Regions from separate parts of the Anas platyrhynchos genome. Here region 2 is linked to region 1. The links are chromatin contacts, called in public Hi-C maps. All regions are on one chromosome and are shown on one strand. Each heading gives the region's core, a stretch centred on a gene start, on an enhancer-like site or on the middle of the called end of the contact. The rest is flanking DNA. Distances are from core to core; before and after follow the strand shown.

Region 1 (4,688 bases), core at 1,449-3,948:
ATTTACGGATCATTTTACAAACAAAAAGTAGCTCGTGCAGCACTGTTGTGAGGTGTATTTTGTTCAGGTTGTTTTATTTTTGTAGCACAACATACGCACAGCCGCTGAGCCCTGCTCTCCGCTGATGGACAGCATAAGCAGGGACGTTTCAGCAAAACACCGGGTGACTGGTATCCTTGTTTTCTTCTTACAGGATTACAAACTCATCAGGGAGTCTTGCATTTGTGTACAACATCCCTTTTATCTTGTTAATGTATTTATACTGTGGCTGCTGAGACATTTGCAAATATTTATGCTCTAAAAAGCTGCAAGTCTTACAGATTTTGGGAAAGGTTTCATTTTGTTTTCTACCAGCACAGAAAACAACCTTCACTACTGAATTTGAAGGCAGTTTGTGTATGATTTAACGCTATATGGTGTGTCCTTTTTACATGTGTAATGCCTGTAAGGCATTCATTGAGCAATTTACATATTTGTGCTTCAAGCCACAGCTGGTGGACTGTTCATTCCCAGCTGTAATTCTGCCCAAGCTCTCTGCGATTACATCCCTTCGGTAGCAGCTGAAATATGAATCTCCTTGCTTTTTCCTGGCATTTCTTCGTGAGTGGCAGAGATAGTCTGCTTACATAATCGCCCTAATGGCCTCATTGGAATCGAAAACAGGCATCAATTCTGGAAATCACGTGTTTTTCTCCCAGCGCAGTCCCCAGCCGCAGATCCTCAGTCCCCTTCTGGCAGCTGGGTGCACCGCATGCCTGGCGGTGGCCAGAGCTTCCAAACCAGCCCTGGTCCTGCAAGGAGGGCTGGGGTGGATGCAAGAAAGCTTTGCTCCTCAGAAGAGAGACTGCCATAAAATCTGTGTGTTGGGCAGCTAGGTAAGTTAAAAAAGAATTGCAAAACTGTAAGATGTGCATACCCTTTTCACTTTAAAATGCATATCAGGAGCAGCCAAATGTAGTGGCTTTTTTTTTTTTTTTTTTTTTTTTTTTTTTTTTTTTTTTTCCCAAAGTTACATTTTGATGGAATCTGGTTTTAATCTTAATTTGCTGGTTCTGGCTCAGGGGCAATGATGTTTGCTTTCTTCATTTTTCTCCCTGGGTGGTGACCTCTGGAGTGGGCTGGATCGGTTCCCCAATCAGAACCTGTTGGAAATGTGCTTTTTTTGGAGGGGAAGAGGAAAATCAGTTTTAAAAATGAGTTCTCTTACTCAGTTTTGATGTCCTGGTGATCCACATGCACTTTTAGCAGTTGATAGCACAGACCTGATTACACTAACAGCAATTTTGCAGCAGACAGGACTTGGCAGCTACCCTGGACATGGAAGAAAGGATCTTGTACTAGAAGGACAAGTTTAAAAATTTCAGATGCTACTAGGAAAAAATAAAGGCAATCTCTTTCATATATAACTTGTAAAAAGTTCCAGAACTGTCCTGAAGTCTAAGCCTTCAACTTGCTATTTAGACCTTTCCACAGCCATGCTATGGAATGATTATCAGAATTTTGGTCTCCTGTCCAGCTCTTGCAGCTGATCCCAGAGCAGGTTTAAGAGGCCAGACAGATGCAGAGTATGTCACCTTACAGGGAAGTGAAATGAAAGACCCAGGACTTAATCTGACTCTATCTCAAAGCATGTACAGCCTCAGCAAGCCAGAATCTTCACGTTTACCTTTATGATGTCAGCTCCAAACCTCCTTTATCTGAAAGTCCTTACGACAGTAGATTTAATTGAGGCCTAAAGGTTTGGAATTTCTCTTAAGATGGGTTCCTAAGAGACTATTACCTTCTCCTCTTTCTACAAGGGATGCATCTAACTGAGTGCTGTCCTAGTAGGGCAGGGATTTATCCCAGCTCTGTTGGGATGTTTGCTGGAATCAAGTTTCTTTACACTGTATTATTCTCAGCTGACTTTACTTCTCAGGCATTATATCCTGTGAACAGAGACAGCAAAATATGCCTGTATATCAGACAAAACAACCATTTATTAATAGGCAGTGTTAATATCATCCATGGTCAGCCTGAGGTTTGAAAATAAATTCTATAAATAAATTCTATAAAATAAATTCTCAGATTACCCAATAGGTTCAAGCACTCAGATGACTAAAAATGCCTCTTCCTGTGGGTGTAACTGCCATACAGCTTGTTTCAAGAAGTAGGAATTACAGATGAATTATAAAATCAGTGGGAACAACCGTGAAAGCGAATGAGAGGAGCTGAGAAATGTGAGCCCCCAGGTATTCAGTGTCAAATAAAAGCAGGTTCTCACCTGGCCTGAACAAATACTGGATTAGAGGTAAGTTGGATCTTTAGACAACTTATTTCAGGAAGCTAACTGCTTGGAATCCAGCGTCCCACAAGCCTTTACTGAAAAAAAATACACACCCAGGGTATGGCTGACAACCTGCTGTAGGGCAAGAACCCACAGTTAGTTCATGTTGATATAAACTACCCCCAGGCAAAGGTATTGTCTGTGTAAGCACTGTAAACCCAGGCACATAAATAAGAACTGACTTTTGTTTAACAACATGACACAATGTACATATTGTGCAAATAACTACATATACAGCAAGCTGGGTGCTTGGCTTGGGGATTTCAGAACTTGGCTGCTTTATTTTCTGATTCCGTTGTATTACCTTGACCTTCAGCTACTCTATTTGCCTCTCTGATAATCACAGAACTATTTCTTCTGATATCCAGCTGAAGGCCAGCCAGCAGAATGAAGATACCACATAGCTCTCTGCATAGGCTATTTCTTTCAGTAACAAACTTGCTGGCCGTGAATAAAGAAATTTTTCTTTAGAAGTCACGTTTTGCTTCATGCTGCTAATAGTTCCTGTTTTCTCTGACAGTGGTTAACAATATCCAGACGTGTTTCAGTATTCCTCTTAGTGACTGTGGAAGAGCCAAGTGAAGCTATTCAGAATCTGTGCTCCCCAGACAGCTGGAGCCCATTTAAGTGCAAGTCTTTCACACCAAACCTACAGAAACATTGTGGTAACAGGTCACATTGACCTCCCCTTGTTTCTGAGCTGGCTGCTGCACACAGGGAAATTCAACATCCAGTCTTCCTTGCAACCTGTTAGTCTTTGGATGACCGACCCTCATTACCTTGCTCTGGGAGAAATTTGAGGTTTATCTGTTAAGACCATATAGATGGGGTTACAAGGCCCCCTTTTTCACTATTTGAAAGGCACTGGACATGAAAACAATGACCAACTCTATGGGGTGACTAAGTCAACAACTAAAAGGGAAGGAAGAGAGGTCAAAAATAGAAAAACAGAGTAAATTAAGCCTGTTAAAAGTTGAAAAGAAGAAAAACAAAAACAAAAACCAACTACCAAACAAGTTTGATACAGACTTTTATCTACATTTTTATTACAGTGAGATAAACAAAATATTACAAGTTGAGGAAAATGTAATGAACATTGCCTGATAACGTCATTAGACATTTCACCCATACATTTGAAGACTGCCTTGTCTTAACCTTTAAATACCTCTGGGACGTTAATTATAATTGCAGCAGATTTAGGAACTTTCCAAGACTCCTCAGAAACTGACATTTCAGAAGCACATTTTGTAAGCATATGGCTTGCTTAGTAAACAAATATTAATTTTGCAATTACTTTCCTTTCTAAAACTTTCAGGGCAGATTTTAACTGCTGTGTTACAAAATTGATCCATATACTTAATTAGAATAGAACACACTACTGCTTCTCCTACAGTGTACTTCCCCTTCCTGAGTAACTAAATTCCTAGTTAATGAAATAAATCTTGCAGGACAGTTCTGCATATAATGTTTTCAGGAAGAAATTTGCATTATGAGTTTATAAAAGCCCTTTAAAAGTCACTTGAAGTCTTATCTTCTATGCATAGCTTAAAAACAGCAAAGAGCAGACTGCAAGAACAAGAAGGTCATCACTGAAGTCTACAGTTACCACAAATTAGTTTATTTGCTACTGTATTTAAGAAGCTATTTTTCTTTTCTAAGAATTGCACAAACACTTAAAAAAAATGCTTTTCTATTGATAAGCACCTGTCAGCACTAAGATACCGTACCCATGGGTTATAGAGAGGTAGTGGCTGGTAAACACTTACTTTAATATATTAAAGCTCATGAGATTAGATTAGTGATACCAGGTCACGTAAACTGTAATGAAAAAGACAAAACCTAGGCGTTGATCTTTCCAGCACACATTTGGAACACACACAGTAGGACTAAGCTTGCTTTGCGTTTCTCCCCTCAGTCCCTTGCACAAATATGATGATAACACTAGCAGTGCTACTTCATATATACAGCAGGCATTTCCACCTCAGAAACGCAGGCTGTTGCTGGGGAGGATGTGTGCATTGCATTGCAGAACTGCTACAGCTGGGAAGGGAAAATAATCCAACACATTCTTCATGTGCTAACAGGCTGATGCAAGGTCTCCGAGTCAGTGAAACTTCTCCCTCAACTCAAGTGTAATCAGCTGACTTCAAGGGTTTACAGACTAAAGTGCATTGTTTATTTTTATTTTTTTAAAAAGTATGCTGAAATCACTAAGTGTCTACTAGCCCCTACACTACAGAACCTGTTAAAGTTTAAATCTTTCACACCTTATTCTAGTGCCTTCCTTATGTTTTAAATGATTTGCAAATACCATGCATCAATACCCACCTGTATTATCAAAGGCATTTTTATTTGATTTAGA
Region 2 (4,688 bases), core at 1,377-3,876, 52 kb before region 1:
AGAGAGTGCATCTTTCAGTGTCTCTGGTGACAAAGGATCAAATAAATGAAGTCTTGCATTCAGATCGTTCAGTACAAGAAAGCTAGACTAACACAGTTGGTAAAGCCACTTCTGTTTTTCACTTGCTTCTCACTTCTGAAGCTCTCAGTTTTAAACACAAAAGCCCTGCTGAGCTGCTGGGTGTGGTGCTGAGTGCTCAGGGCAGGCTGTGGCCACCAGAGGGCAACCGTGAGGTCACCAGAGAGAAGTCTGGTTTGGCACTGGATAGTTGTGACATTTGTGCAGTGCACTTGCAATTACAGAAGGCTTAATGCCTATTTTTCCATTACTTGCTAGGTGACAAGGACTACTGACCCAAGTTCTGATCTAGCTTCTTGGTTAGGTGGATCTTGGTGCCCAGTGAGCTGTGTCTACTCTAGTCTCACCTCTTCGATCTTGCTGCCTTTTAGAAGCTGCTTCTATTAGTCTGTGCTGTGATTCCACTGGAGAACTGCTGGTACAGGCTCTTCCCACTGTTTGCAGTAAAGCCATTAAACTCTGAATACTGAAGGCTCTAAGTAATAGACAGGGAACAAGCACGGTAAAACTATCTAATCTGGAAGTGTATTTTAAAAAAAAAAGTCATGAACAACTGAAAAAGGGATTTTTTTTTCCTGAAGTGGTGGGTGGTTTACCTATTGATGCTCTTGTTTACCTGATTTACTAGTAAAATGATCAAAATGAATGTGGTTTCCTCTGAGAATTGCTGAAAGGCTAACACACAATTTTCTGTGAAAGCAAATGTTTAAGTGATATTCCGAATGTACATAGTGTTCTAATTCTAAGATGTTAAACGTTTCTGCTAATCATGTGCCTAGAATGTTTCTTTCAGTTATTTTAAAATATTTTGAAACCTTTTGTTCTGGTAAGCACTGAGGTACTAAATAGTTATCTTTTATCTTCTGTTATGAAGCTGAACTAGTTTCTTACAGGGTTTCCTTCATGCACATACTGAACGTTATTCTCCAGATCAGTTTGAGTACTTGAAAAGGTTGCCAGGATTTGGACTTCTTGAAATTACCAGACTGCTTCTGTGAGATATTTCTGCATCCTTTTTAATATTGTAAAAAGTACTGCATCTTTAGGTTTTAGTTAGTCTTCTGCTGAGAGAATAGTGGCACTTGACCGTAATGTAAAATTTCAACTTCCTTGTTCAGGGTGGAATGTTCTAGGAAGTTGCAGAGCTAGAATTTGTAGTGGATGATAGAAAGATTGAGTTTTGTGTATTGTCTCATATTTTTCTGTTAATATATCTCTGTATAGCAGATAAAATTTGAACTGCTTCAGTCATAAGATGAACAAACATTGATACTGGGCACGTGTCACCTTCAGCAATGTCCCCAGGTTGCACAAAGCCTACAAAAATTGTTCTGATAGCTTAATTGCAGGTATATGAAAACCTTAGGCATCTTCTGTTTTAGGAAAGCTTTTTTGATTTCTTGGTCAGAATCAATGATTGTCAAACCTTCACTCTTGCCTTAAAAAAGAAAATTGGAAAAGAAAACAGAGTTAGTTGTATGTTAGATCTGAAATGATTGTGTATAGCTGAGACTGGTGCATGTGGGTGTATCAGAATACTGCTTGCTATGGTCTTTATTCTCTTGCAGAGAAATAAACATGTTGAAGGGACTTCTTTTAGCTAATAAGATGAATTCAGGCTCTAATTCCTCAGATCTCTTTTTGTACTGCTCAGTTGTCTTGTTGATCTACATATTGTGTATCACTGAAAGCCTTCTTGCATGGCAAACTGAAAGAAAAAAACTGGTTCACCTGCATGAGAATTGGGTTTGGAGGTATAGGGTTTAGGAGTACAGTTGTATTTGTATTCCTAAAAGGATGTGTTATTTAGTGTCAAGTTCTCTGAAAGTTCCAAGCATTGCTTGAAGGATTACAGTATTCAGACTTCAAAAATTCTCAGCTGTATTCTGAAAGCTTTGACCAGCATGTTAAGTTTTAAGAGATTTCAAATTCACAAGTTTCATGTGGTATTGCCTTGTATTTTGATGTGGAAAAAGTTTGTGCATAGTCCACATATAAGGAAGCATAAACAGGCTAGGAAAATCTAATACTAAGTTAATTTTGTGCAGTTGAAAACAAGCTATTTTGGGATGCTTTCCCATTTTCATTAAATTAGTTGGAAGAAACGTGCTATACATTTGTAAATCAGCTACTCAAAACCAGGCTAGATTCACTCTTTATACCCGTGCAGCTTATATTGATTAAGGGTAAATTGACTGAGACAGTTGCATTAATTTATGGGAACAGAGTTCTGAGGTTAACTTGAAATGGGCAAAGCTTGGGTAATTTAACTTGGGTAACTTAAAAGCTTTGTGGCCTCTTAATTAAAATGCATGTTGGAATTTAATTTTAGTAGTAACCGATTTCAGGCAGGGGTCTGGAGTTCTGAGTCTGTTTAGTGAGGGGTAAAGAGGGGTGGTCTCAATGATGCTTGAAGTCTTCTGTATTGCTGCAGCCTTACAAAAAGCATTTCAGAAGCTGCAGAAATTCAGCACGTGAAATGGGCACCACTGCTGCTCAGCAGCTAGGTGGCACCAGCGGAACGAGCGTTTATTCCATCGACATACCGCTGGATTCTGTTGCCTTTTTGGTGCGTCATTGAGTCATGTAACAGGAATCTGGGCCCTTTAACTGGAACCTCTGTAGTGATTCCTGGAAAGGGTTTTTCTACATCCTGAAACTATTGAAAACACCGCAAATAAACAAACTGCATCAGAACATTAAGATCTGCTTAGTAATTCATAGATGAATGACTATAAATTATACCTGTTGGGCAACTTCCTTCCACAAATTACTGCATTCTATTGTACAACTCATGCATTTTCTCTACTACGCTTTAAAAATTCAATAAAAGTAAAAATGGATTTGTGTATTTCTCTAAGGCAGTCAGATCAGAATGTAAAACATTAGTTGTCAATGATCTGCAACAAAAGAAATAAAACCTCATAAATTACCTCCTTTTTCTTTCGATACCTTTTGGCTGGGACACTGAAAGTCCATTAAGGTGAAATAAAATCACAGAATTGTCTAGGTTGGAAGAGACCTCCAAGATCACGGAGTCCAACTTCTAACCTAACACTAACCAGTCCTCCACTAAACCATATCCCTAAGCTCTACATCTAAATGTCTTCTAAAGACCTCCAGGGATGGTGACTCCACCACTTCCCTGGGCAGCCCATTCCAATACCTAACAACCCTTTTGGTAGAGAAGTTCTTCCTAACATCCAACCTAAACCTCCCCTGGTGCAACTTGAGCCCATTCCCCCTTATCCTGTCACCAGGCATGTGGGAGAACAGATCAACCCCCACCTCACTCCAGTTTCCTTTAAGGTACCTATAGAGAGCAATAAGGTCACCCCTGAGCCTTCTCCAGGTTGAAAACCTTTGATGAAGGCTGAAAACCTTGGATGAAAATGTTTCATCCAAGTCTAAACCGATTACGAGCTGCTCTGTAGTTAGATGTGAAGCAGTCATAACTGCTTGGAGAAGTAACAGATGTGTTTCTAGTTGGTGCATATGGTAGGCTTCTTTAAAATTCTCCCAAACAAATCCCCTTGAAAACTCCTGTCTGCTCTCTTGATAGATGACTGAACTGACTAGAGACAGCACAGTACAAATATAAGTAAAATACAAAGAAATAAAAAGAGAAGTTGGGAAATTGGCACAGTAATGGGTCCTAGTGGTAAAAATTATCTTCTCTGTGGCTTTATTTTCTGCTCCTCTTGGTACCTTTCCTGGAAGAGAGCCATTGGAGGAAGTGCCCCTCCTGTTAAGACGGCTTTCCAAAATGGATAGAAAACAAAGGCAAGGCTACTGTGTTAGAGTTTGAAACTGGACACCCTTCTTAAACATGACAAAGCATGCTGGCCACCTAGCTTTATGACTTAGGCCTCTTTATAAGGTATGTGCTTTTGTACTCGTCTTGTTCTTGTTCCAGAGACACTTAAAGGGCAGTAAACTGACAATTGCTTTACCCCAGGCATTACTCGGGGGAAAGGGAAATCTCTTGCTCTGTCCCACGCTGCTAAGGTCACTCTCTGTGTTTACATACATGATGTTCTGCAAACTGGAACAAAACCAGTAACTATTTTTGCTGGAACCTTGGAACAAAAGGGAACAGTTTAATTTTACAACAGTTCTGGGCCCAGCTGCGTCGGAGGCTAACTGTGGGCTCTTTGATTGTAGGTAGATTCCTAGGACACCTTGTGGCACTCCCTTTGTGTCTGTTTATCCAGAAGCCAGTCTAGCCAGTTTCGGGAGCTCTTTAGCACAAACGGACCACTTGTGGTACTTCTGCCTCAGCAGGGCACTATGAAGGGTGTGACAGTGAGGGAACAGACCAGAAGTGGAAGTGAACCTGTAGAGAATAACTTCCTCCTTTTCTAACCATTCATAGGGATGCGGTCATCGGTAGAGGTGAATTATCACTGTTGATCATCAGAGACCTCCAGGAAGTGCAAAAGAAGTTGCCAGAGCAATGCTGTTTAGGTTTCTATAGAGGGAGAAGAAAAAATATGACAACACAGGTTTAACGGGAAGAAAAAAAAAAAAAAGATAGCGAAAGGGAGGGTGGATTTCTATACTGTTAGTTGCTTTTGACTGCTTTAGCACTGTTTCTGTGGCTAACTTGT

Evidence for each region. A called contact is a pair of places that touch in the nucleus more often than the background predicts.
Region 2: a contact with region 1 is called in a Hi-C map of skeletal muscle, with 2.8 times the contacts expected there. The contact joins two enhancer-like sites.

What each region holds. Positions count from the first base shown.
Region 1 is chr5:12,557,696-12,562,383 of IASCAAS_PekinDuck_T2T, reverse strand. WARS1 (tryptophanyl-tRNA synthetase 1) reads right to left here. Exons shown (of 11, transcript XM_027457764.3): 11 at 3,340-4,688. SLC25A47 (solute carrier family 25 member 47) reads left to right here. Exons shown (of 8, transcript XM_072038299.1): 8 at 1-2,799. The coding sequence ends at 31. Among named protein-coding and RNA genes, the nearest start is that of WDR25, 23 kb to the right of the region's middle. Within about 2 kb of position 2,698, at least 4 of the 8 cell types and tissues checked have an H3K27ac peak or open chromatin away from gene starts, as enhancers often do.
Region 2 is chr5:12,609,654-12,614,341 of IASCAAS_PekinDuck_T2T, reverse strand. The region is part of intron 2 of YY1 (YY1 transcription factor); the gene reads left to right. Among named protein-coding and RNA genes, the nearest start is that of YY1, 12 kb to the left of the region's middle. Within about 2 kb of position 2,626, at least 5 of the 8 cell types and tissues checked have an H3K27ac peak or open chromatin away from gene starts, as enhancers often do.